Linked DNA regions of Rattus norvegicus: region 2 is linked to region 1. The links are chromatin contacts, called in public Hi-C maps. All regions are on one chromosome and are shown on one strand. Each heading gives the region's core, a stretch centred on a gene start, on an enhancer-like site or on the middle of the called end of the contact. The rest is flanking DNA. Distances are from core to core; before and after follow the strand shown.

Region 1 (4,173 bases), core at 1,220-3,719:
ATTCACACCTCTGCTGCTATGGGGATGATCTCTTGGTGGGTTTTTTGTTGGGGGGAGGAAGTTAGCAATTTCTCTATCAGTTGACATTTACCCTGTCATCACATTTAAATAAAAACACTGTGACAGATATTCCTGAGTCTGTCCCTTAATGTGATGTTGCCTTCTAGAAACAGAGTCCTGAGTCCAAACTCTTTTTTTTTTTCTTTTTTTTTTCCGGAGCTGGGGACCGAACCCAGGGCCTTGCACTTGCTAGGCAAGCACTCTACCACTGAGCTAAATCCCCAACCTCCTGAGTCCAAACTCTTAAGTGCCATTTCTTTGCATTCTTAAGTTTCTAGCTATGTGCTAACGGGATAGATGAAAAACTGTAATTCTTGGTTCTATGCCGTTTAGTTTATGAGTCCGCTAATTTTTTTTCAAGCCGTGCTTGTTCTCAACTTAGTGTCTCTCTGCATCTTAAACGTCACCTCCTCTGTGTGCTTGTCAGGTGGCTCTTCCCTAAAAGAGAGATGCTCCTGCCGCTGCCTCCTGAGAGCTGGGATTAAAGGCATTTGCTATCACACTCTGCCTAAAGTTTAAACTTACATTTGTGTGTGTGTGTGTGTGTGTGTGTGTGTGTGTGTGTGTGTGTGTGAGAGAGAGAGAGAGAGAGAGAGAGAGAGAGAGAGAGAGAGAGAGACATTCGTGTTATGGAATGTGTGCAGAGACCAGAGAACAGCTTTCTGGAGTCTTCTCTTCTTTCTACTGCATCACTTCCCGGGATCCAGCGCCAGTCCTCAGGCGTGGCAGCACCCTTACGTGCAGAGCCGTCTTGCTGGCCCTCAGTTTTTGTTTACATTTCCCTGTTTCCTCAGAGGTCATTTTATTGGTGTTCCTCTGTCATTCGAGTACATGTTTCCCTCAGATGTGTGGGATCTCTCCAGTCTAACAGTGAGGAACCAGCAAAATTAGGGGAGATGACTTTGTCCACGAAAGGCTAATTGGCAAATTGCCTTAATTGGCAAAGATGTGGGGAAGGAACTAAAAGTCACAAAGAGAAGCTTTGCTCTAGGCTCCTGAAATCTCTCTAGCTGCTACATTGTTACTAGAGCAGAACAACTTCCTGTGCCATCTCTGAACCTCTCAGTCAGGAGCCAGCCTGTCCTCAGTTAAGCTAATTTGGTTTGGCTTCTCTGTTAACAAAAGCCTAAAGCAATCTAAGTGGAACTGGCTACGTAACCTCCCCCACACCTCTTTCCACATTATTATATGATGTCCGGCAATTCCATATGGCGAATGGTCTGTGGAGAACACGAAGGAGTTCTCCACATGGCTTTTGACTTCTTTCTCGTCATCAATAGTGACTGACTGAGAGTGATGGAATTAGGGGTAACATATTTTTTACATTTCTTTTTTAAAAGAACAATGTGGCCAGTCTCTGAGTTTGAGATCAGCCTGGTCTACAGAATGTGTTCCAGGACAGCCAGAGATATACAGAGGAACCATGTCTCAAAAACAAAACCAAGAAGAAGATAAAAAAGAGAAGAGAAGGAGGAGGGGGATGAGGAGAAGAAGAAGGAGGAGGAGGAGGAGGAAGAGGAGAAGAAGAGGAGGAAGAGGAGGAGAAGGAGAAGGAGGAGGAGGAGGAGGAAGAGGAGGAGGAGGAGGAGGAGGAAGAGGAGAAGAAGAAGAAGAAAAGGAAGAAGAAGTAGTAGTAGTAGTAGTAGTTTTGGGAGGTCTAAAAATTTCTTATAGATGGCATCTTCATACAAATCCAAGATTTGGAGTCATTTAAATGAAGCAACTGCAATGTACGAGGTCCTGGGATGAGTGTGTTTCCCAGACCTAGCAATTCATAAGGCAGTTAGCATGCCGGATAGTTTTATATCAGGCTAGAGTTCTCTAAAAGGACAGAACCTCAGTTGAGGAAATGACTCCATAAGATGTGGCTGTAAACGTTTTCTTAATTAGTGATTAATGGGGGAGGGACTAAACAAGTCATGAAGAACAAGCCAGTAAGCAGCTCCCATCACCTCTGCATCAGCTCCTGCCTTCAGGTTCCTGCCGTGCTTGAGTTCTTGCCCTGACTTTCCTCAGTGATGAACTATTGGAAGCTGAAATAAATCCTTTCCTCCCTGAATTGCTACGGTCATGGTGTTTGATCACAGCAATAGAAACCCTAAATAGGCAGTAAGGAATAAACAGGTAAGGATTACGCAGAAGAGAGGATCCTGGTTGACTGAGTGATAGCTGGTCATTTGCTTGATCACCACTCGTGTACAAAGAACTCTCTGGAAAATACACAAATGACATCACAGGTCTACGGGCCTGTTGGGAGGTTGAGCCCTTTGCGCCCTCTGGTGGTAAAGGTTTCTTCCAGGGTGCTGCAGTGTGCGCTCCTGCCACACGGGGGCAGCAGACTACGCACTGGGTCCTCTGGGCCGCAGGCATCTGGAAAACACAAAACTTTCACAGGTGAGTCAGCTCTGGGTGACACAGAGCACAGCGCCAGCAGCATGTTCTTATTCTCATCACCCCACACTCTTGTCACCTCTCCACCAGAGCACGCGCACGCGCGCACACACACTCCTTTCCCGCTGCCCTGTTTGCAAACTGTCCTTTCCCTAGGAATCCCACCTTCAGCCCATCCCCCCACTCGGAGCCACCTCAGACTTTCTTTCCTTGGACACTTGACATCACTATTCCTCATTTCCCCCATAAGAGCAGTTTAATGTAAATTCCTTTCACGTAATATTCCCGCTGAATATTGTTTCGCTCTACAGTTGATTCCGGGGGTGGTGGTGGTGGTGGTGGTGGTGGTGGTGGTGGTTGATAATATTGTCACACATACTATTTTGGAATTACCACTAGTAATTTTGTGATGTTCATATCCATTGCTAATGCAATTACTGGTACTTTACTCATTTTGTAAGCACTGTGCCAGGGAGCCGGGAACATAGAAAACCTGAGGCTTTGGGGGGAGCTAAGCTGCACCTCACAGTCCTAAAGCAAACCATGAAAAGCTGCCTATTCAACTGTGTGAGTGAGAAAGGACAGAGATGCAGAGGCTGCCTGGGCCATAGCAGGTTACCATGGAGACAGGGACACTGGGAATTTGCAAGACTGAAGAGGGTAGGAATGCTTGTATGTTTGCAAAAATAACAGCGCAGGGGCCTCGGCATGACTCAGTGGTTTAGAGCACTTGCCCCCCCTGCAGAGGACTTAGGTTCAACTCCCAGCATCCACAGGGCAGCTCAGCATCTGTAACTCCAGGGTTAGGAGATCCAAGGCCCTCTTCTGACATCCATGGGCATGCGGCTTGCATGTGGTGCATATCCATCCATCCATGCAGGCAAAGTATTCATGGCAAGTAAAAATGTGAACGTCTGAAAAAATAATCGGCCACAAAACCACCGTACACCCCTCTAATGGCAGAAGGGAGTCAGTAAGATCAGAATGGATCAAATGGAGGGAATCCTCAAGTTTGCCTCAGCTTACCCAGTAGGTCTGGTGCAGGTGTTAGTGTTATTACTGTTAGTCAACTTGTCCTATCTGGCTGGTCTGTGACAAGGTCTCACGTAGTGGACACTGCATGAAAATTTTGAATTAGTTAAACGGGAATGTCTTAGTCAGGGTTTCTATTCCTGCACAAAACTTCATGATGCAGAAGCAAGTAGGGGAGGAGAGGGTTTATTCAGCTCACACTTCCACATTGCTGTTCATCACCAAAGGAAGTCAGGACTGGAACTCAAGCGGGTCAGGAAGCAGGAGCTGATGAGAGGCCATGGAGGGATGTTACTTACTGGCTCGCTTCCCCTGCCTTGCTCAGCTTGCTTTCTTATAGAACCCAAGACCGCCAGCCCAGGGACAGCACCACCCACAATGGGCTGGGTCCTCCCCCCTTGATCACCAGTTGAGAAAATGCCTTATAGCTGGGTCTCATGGAGGCATTTCCTGGTCCTTTCTCTGTCAAGTTGATACACAAAACCAGCCACTATAGGGAACTTCCAGGCAATACAATTAAGTTTTCTAGAACTCTATCAAAAAACACCAAAAACTTTGTTTGTTTGTTTATTTATTTATTAATTTATTCTCTTCAAGCCTACAATAACTCCATCTGTTGTAGGCTTCACCGCTGGGAGTTTATGTCTCAGCCATACTCATGCTAGTTGCCCAAATTATCGTGGGCAGTCG
Region 2 (4,173 bases), core at 862-3,361, 180 kb after region 1:
CAGGATGGAAATCCTGGGCTGCCTCAGCTGCGACCATCATGCTGTCTCCTCATACAGCTTCCCTTGTAGGAGATGAAAGTCTAGCTGGGCAAAAGGATGGGAAAGATCAGAGGCCCCTGAAGTTCTGAAATGTTTAGCTTCAGGTTGCATCCTAGGCAGACAGTTTGGGACTTTAACTTGTGTTCAATGGGCCAGACCCTCACTCCAGGTTTCCCAGTTGTGTCTTGGCTCAGGGGAGGTCTCTCCAAAAGAGCTACTTCAGCCTTTCTGTTGACCCCATTCTGGGCTCCCACAGAGGAGACTGAAGCTGAGACACAAAGCTTAAAGGTGCTGTCATCTATCTCTCTGTCTGTCTGTCCATCCATCCATAGGTGCATCCATCCATCCATCCATCCATCCATCCATCCATCCATCCATCCATCCATCCATCCTTCCATCCATCCATACATACATACATATACATCCTCCATCCTTTATCTGTCTGTCTGCCTGCCTGCCTGCCCATCTGTCTGTCTGTCTATCATCTTATTTATTTGTTTGTTTGTTTGTTTATTGTAGCTGGTAAATGAAACCCGTGTCCTCTTCTGTGCTGGCTAGCTGTTCTGTGACCAAGTTACACTTCCAGTCCTTCCATCAGTCAATCCAGAAGTCCAAAGGATTCTTTAAAGCCACTTTGAGTAACCCCCTCTGTATTTCTCCTATTACAGGCCATCGGGGTCCGTGTGACCATTCTCTAAAATGCTTAAGCTCGAAGATCTCTGAGAGAAAGTTGCCAGGCTCCTGGCTGCCTTCGGGACGAGGACCTCTGGAGAAGCCAGTCCTGGGGCCACGTGGTGCCGTCATGCCGATGTTCAGCCCTCAGAGTAGCCTCCACTCAGTCCGCGCAGAGCACAGCCCACTGAAGCCCAGGGTGGTTACGGTGGTGAAGCTGGGCGTGCAGCCCCTCCGCAAGGCCACCCTGCTCCTCAACAGGCGGTCAGTGCAGACCTTTGAGCAGCTCCTGTCGGACATCTCTGAAGCCTTGGGCTTCCCGCGATGGAAGAATGACCGTGTGCGGAAGCTGTTCACCCTCAAGGGCAGGGAGGTCAAGAGTGTGTCTGACTTCTTCCGGGAGGGCGATGCTTTCATAGCCATGGGCAAAGAGCCACTGACATTGAAGAGTATCCAGTTGGCTATGGAGGAACTGTATCCTAAGAACCGCGCCCTTGCCCTGGCCCCTCATAGTAGAGTCCCCTCCCCAAGGCTAAGAAGCAGGCTTCCCAGCAAGCTTCTGAAAGGAAGTCACCGCTGTGGGGAGGCAGGAAGCTATGGTGAGGTAATGGGGAACAAGGCAGTCATTAGGCACCAGGGCAAGACTTCCACAGAGCTGGCCCCAGAAGACAAGGCAAGGGCCCAGAAGAAGTGGGTAGGAGGGAAACAGGAATCAGAAAATGGTGGCCTGCCGTCACCTAGAGAAGCCACTCAGGAGGAGACGCATGCAAGTGGGGAGAAGCACCTCGGGGTGGAGATTGAAAAGACCTCGGGGGAGATTGTCAGGTGTGAGAAGTGTAAGAGAGAAACAGAGCTGCAGTTGGGCCTACAGAGGGGGCAGTGCCCTCCGGGAACCAGTGAGCTGGACCTGGGGAGGGGCCAGAAGAGGGATTCCGAGAAGTTGGTCAGGACCAAGAGCTGCAGGAGGGCTTCTGAGGCAAAGTCTACAGATGGAGAGGAAGGGTGGAAGGGTGACAGCCACCGGGGCAGCCCCAGGGATCCCCCTCAGGAACTGAGGAGGCCCAACAACAACTCAGACAAGAAAGAGAGCAGAGGCTCAGAAGCTCAGGAAAGTCACCCTCAGGGCGTGGCCAAGGCCCAGAAGGACCTCATGGAAGGTCTGCCAGCTGTAGAGGAGGGGGCGGTGGACGCGAGGAGAGATTCCAGGCACACATGCAGGATTAAGCATGCTGCCTGGCTCCGGAGAGAGCAGCAGGCTGAACCCCCACAGCTCCCCAGAACCCGAGGGGAGGAGAAGGAAGCAGAGCATGAGAAGAAGTCAGGTGGTCTGGGAGGGAGGAGGATGCTAGAAAAGGAGTCTAAGACGAAGCCGGAAGAGAACCGGCCGGAACGACCCAGTGGCCGGAAGCTGAGGCCCACGGGCATCATCTCAGCGGATGTGGAGAAGCACTATGACATAGGTCGGGTCATTGGGGATGGGAATTTTGCCATCGTGAAGGAATGCAAGCACCGAGAGACCAGGCAGGCTTACGCCATGAAGATTATTGACAAATCCCAGCTGAAGGGTAAGGAGGACATTGTGGACAGTGAGATTTTAATTATCCAGAGTCTCTCTCACCCCAACATAGTGAAACTGCATGAGGTCTACGAAACAGAGGCAGAGATCTACCTGATCATGGAGTACGTGCAGGGAGGGGACCTTTTCGATGCCATCATCGAAAGTGTGAAGTTTCCAGAGCCTGACGCTGCAGTTATGATCACAGACTTGTGTAAGGCCCTCGTCCACATGCATGACAAGAAGATCGTCCACCGGGACCTGAAGCCGGAAAACCTCCTGGTAAGTCTGCAGTTTTGCTCTTGCAAGGCGGGGGGGGGGTCTATAAAATGTAGGACACAATGGGTATCAACTGCTTCACGCTGTGTGCTGGCCGGTTTTGTGTGTCAACTTGACACAAGCTGGAGTTATCACAGAGGAAGGAGCCTCACTTGAGGAAATGCATCCATGAGATCTAGCTGTAAGGCATTTTCTCAATTAGTGATCAAGGTGGGAGGGCCCTGCCTATTGCAGGTGGGGCCATCCCTGGGCTGATAGTCCTGGGTTCTATAAGAAAGCAAGCTGAGCAAACCAGGGGAAGCAAGCCAGTAAGCAGCATCCCTCCATGGCCTCTGCATCAGTTCCTGCCTCCAGGTTCCTGCCCTGTGTGGGTTCCTGTCCTGACTTCCTTTGGTGATGAACAGCAATGTGGAAGTGTAAGCTGAATAAGCCCTTTCCTCCCCAACTTGCTTCTGGGTCATGGTGCTTTGTGCAGGAATAGAAACCCTGACAAAGATACACTGTTTTACCTTTGTGTTCGAGACTATTCCCTTACCCTACTTTAACATGCTTACTTCAGTACTTAAAAACTTGGTTACAGTTCCTAAATTGCTTAATAAATTTGTTTTGATTGTTACATAAATATAAACCTTTCTATTTAAATAAGACAGAAAATGTTTCCTCTTACCCTAGGAGATAAATATGTTTGCTTTGATGGCGAACATGTGACTTAATTTATTGAACACTTACATACCCTCTGGCATAGACAGTGAGCGTCTAACTGGTGGCGGCTTCTCCCTCAAGCTTTACGCTGACCATCCGATCCTCCCTGTGTCCTCTCTGAGGACAGTGCTGTGCCAAGGAGGTCCCGTCTGCAGAGCTGGAGAGATATGTGTGTGGATCACATGTGGCTTGTGGGAAAGTGTCTTGGTTTCTGTTGCTGTGATGAAACGCCATGATAAAAAGCAAACGGGAGAGAAAAGAGTTTATTCTGCTTACACTTCCACATCACTGTTCATTGGAGGAAATCAGGACAGGCACTCAAACAGGGCAGGAAGCTGGAGTCAGGAACTGATGCAGAGGCCATGAACCAGTGCTCCTTACCGGCTTGCTCCTCGTGGCTTGCTCAGCTTGCTTTCTTATAGAACCCAAGACCTCCAGCCCAGGGATGGCACCACCCACAACGGGATAGCCCCTTCCCCACCATCAGTCACTAATGAAGTAAATGCCCTGTGGGGTTGCCTACAGCCTGATCTTAGGGAGGTGAGGTTCCCTCCTCTCAGATGACTTTAGCTTATGTGAAGTTGACATGAAACTATCAAGCACAGGAAGGCAGGTCCCCAGAATTTGCTTCCTGATTTTCTTTCTTTAGATTAAGACCTTATCCTTTCCAGAACTTAGTGTTGAATGAATTCCCTAGGGAGACAGAAACAAAACCCAATGCATCCAGACAGGGCACGGATGACAGACAAAGAAAGATGCCACCGTGCTTAGCTTAGTGGTTTTATTAGAGTTGCCTAGGGGAGTGGCGTGTGGATAACCCAGGCAGCTGCTTCACTGTTCACCCCTGCATGGATACTGATGTCCTACCCAAGCTGGACCTCTCTGCTGGACCTGCAGGCAGTTTCACAGGAGAGCCTCTGTTCCTA

The links. A called contact is a pair of places that touch in the nucleus more often than the background predicts.
Region 2: a Hi-C map of the A7r5 cell line shows a contact between it and region 1, with 4 times the contacts expected there. The contact joins two enhancer-like sites. A contact is called at or near these places in 5 of 12 Hi-C or Micro-C datasets (the A7r5 cell line, Schwann cells, frontal cortex and 2 more).

The regions. Positions count from the first base shown.
Region 1 is chr8:120,131,437-120,135,609 of GRCr8, forward strand. No RefSeq gene overlaps it. Among named protein-coding and RNA genes, the nearest start is that of Trank1, 21 kb to the right of the region's middle. Within about 2 kb of position 2,470, at least 18 of the 93 cell types and tissues checked have an H3K27ac peak or open chromatin away from gene starts, as enhancers often do. A contact at or near this core is called in the A7r5 cell line, where this site is marked.
Region 2 is chr8:120,308,735-120,312,907 of GRCr8, forward strand. Dclk3 (doublecortin-like kinase 3) reads left to right here. Exons shown (of 5, transcript NM_001191800.1): 2 at 708-2,548. Among named protein-coding and RNA genes, the nearest start is that of Dclk3, 31 kb to the left of the region's middle. Within about 2 kb of position 2,112, at least 1 of the 93 cell types and tissues checked has an H3K27ac peak or open chromatin away from gene starts, as enhancers often do. A contact at or near this core is called in the A7r5 cell line, where this site is marked.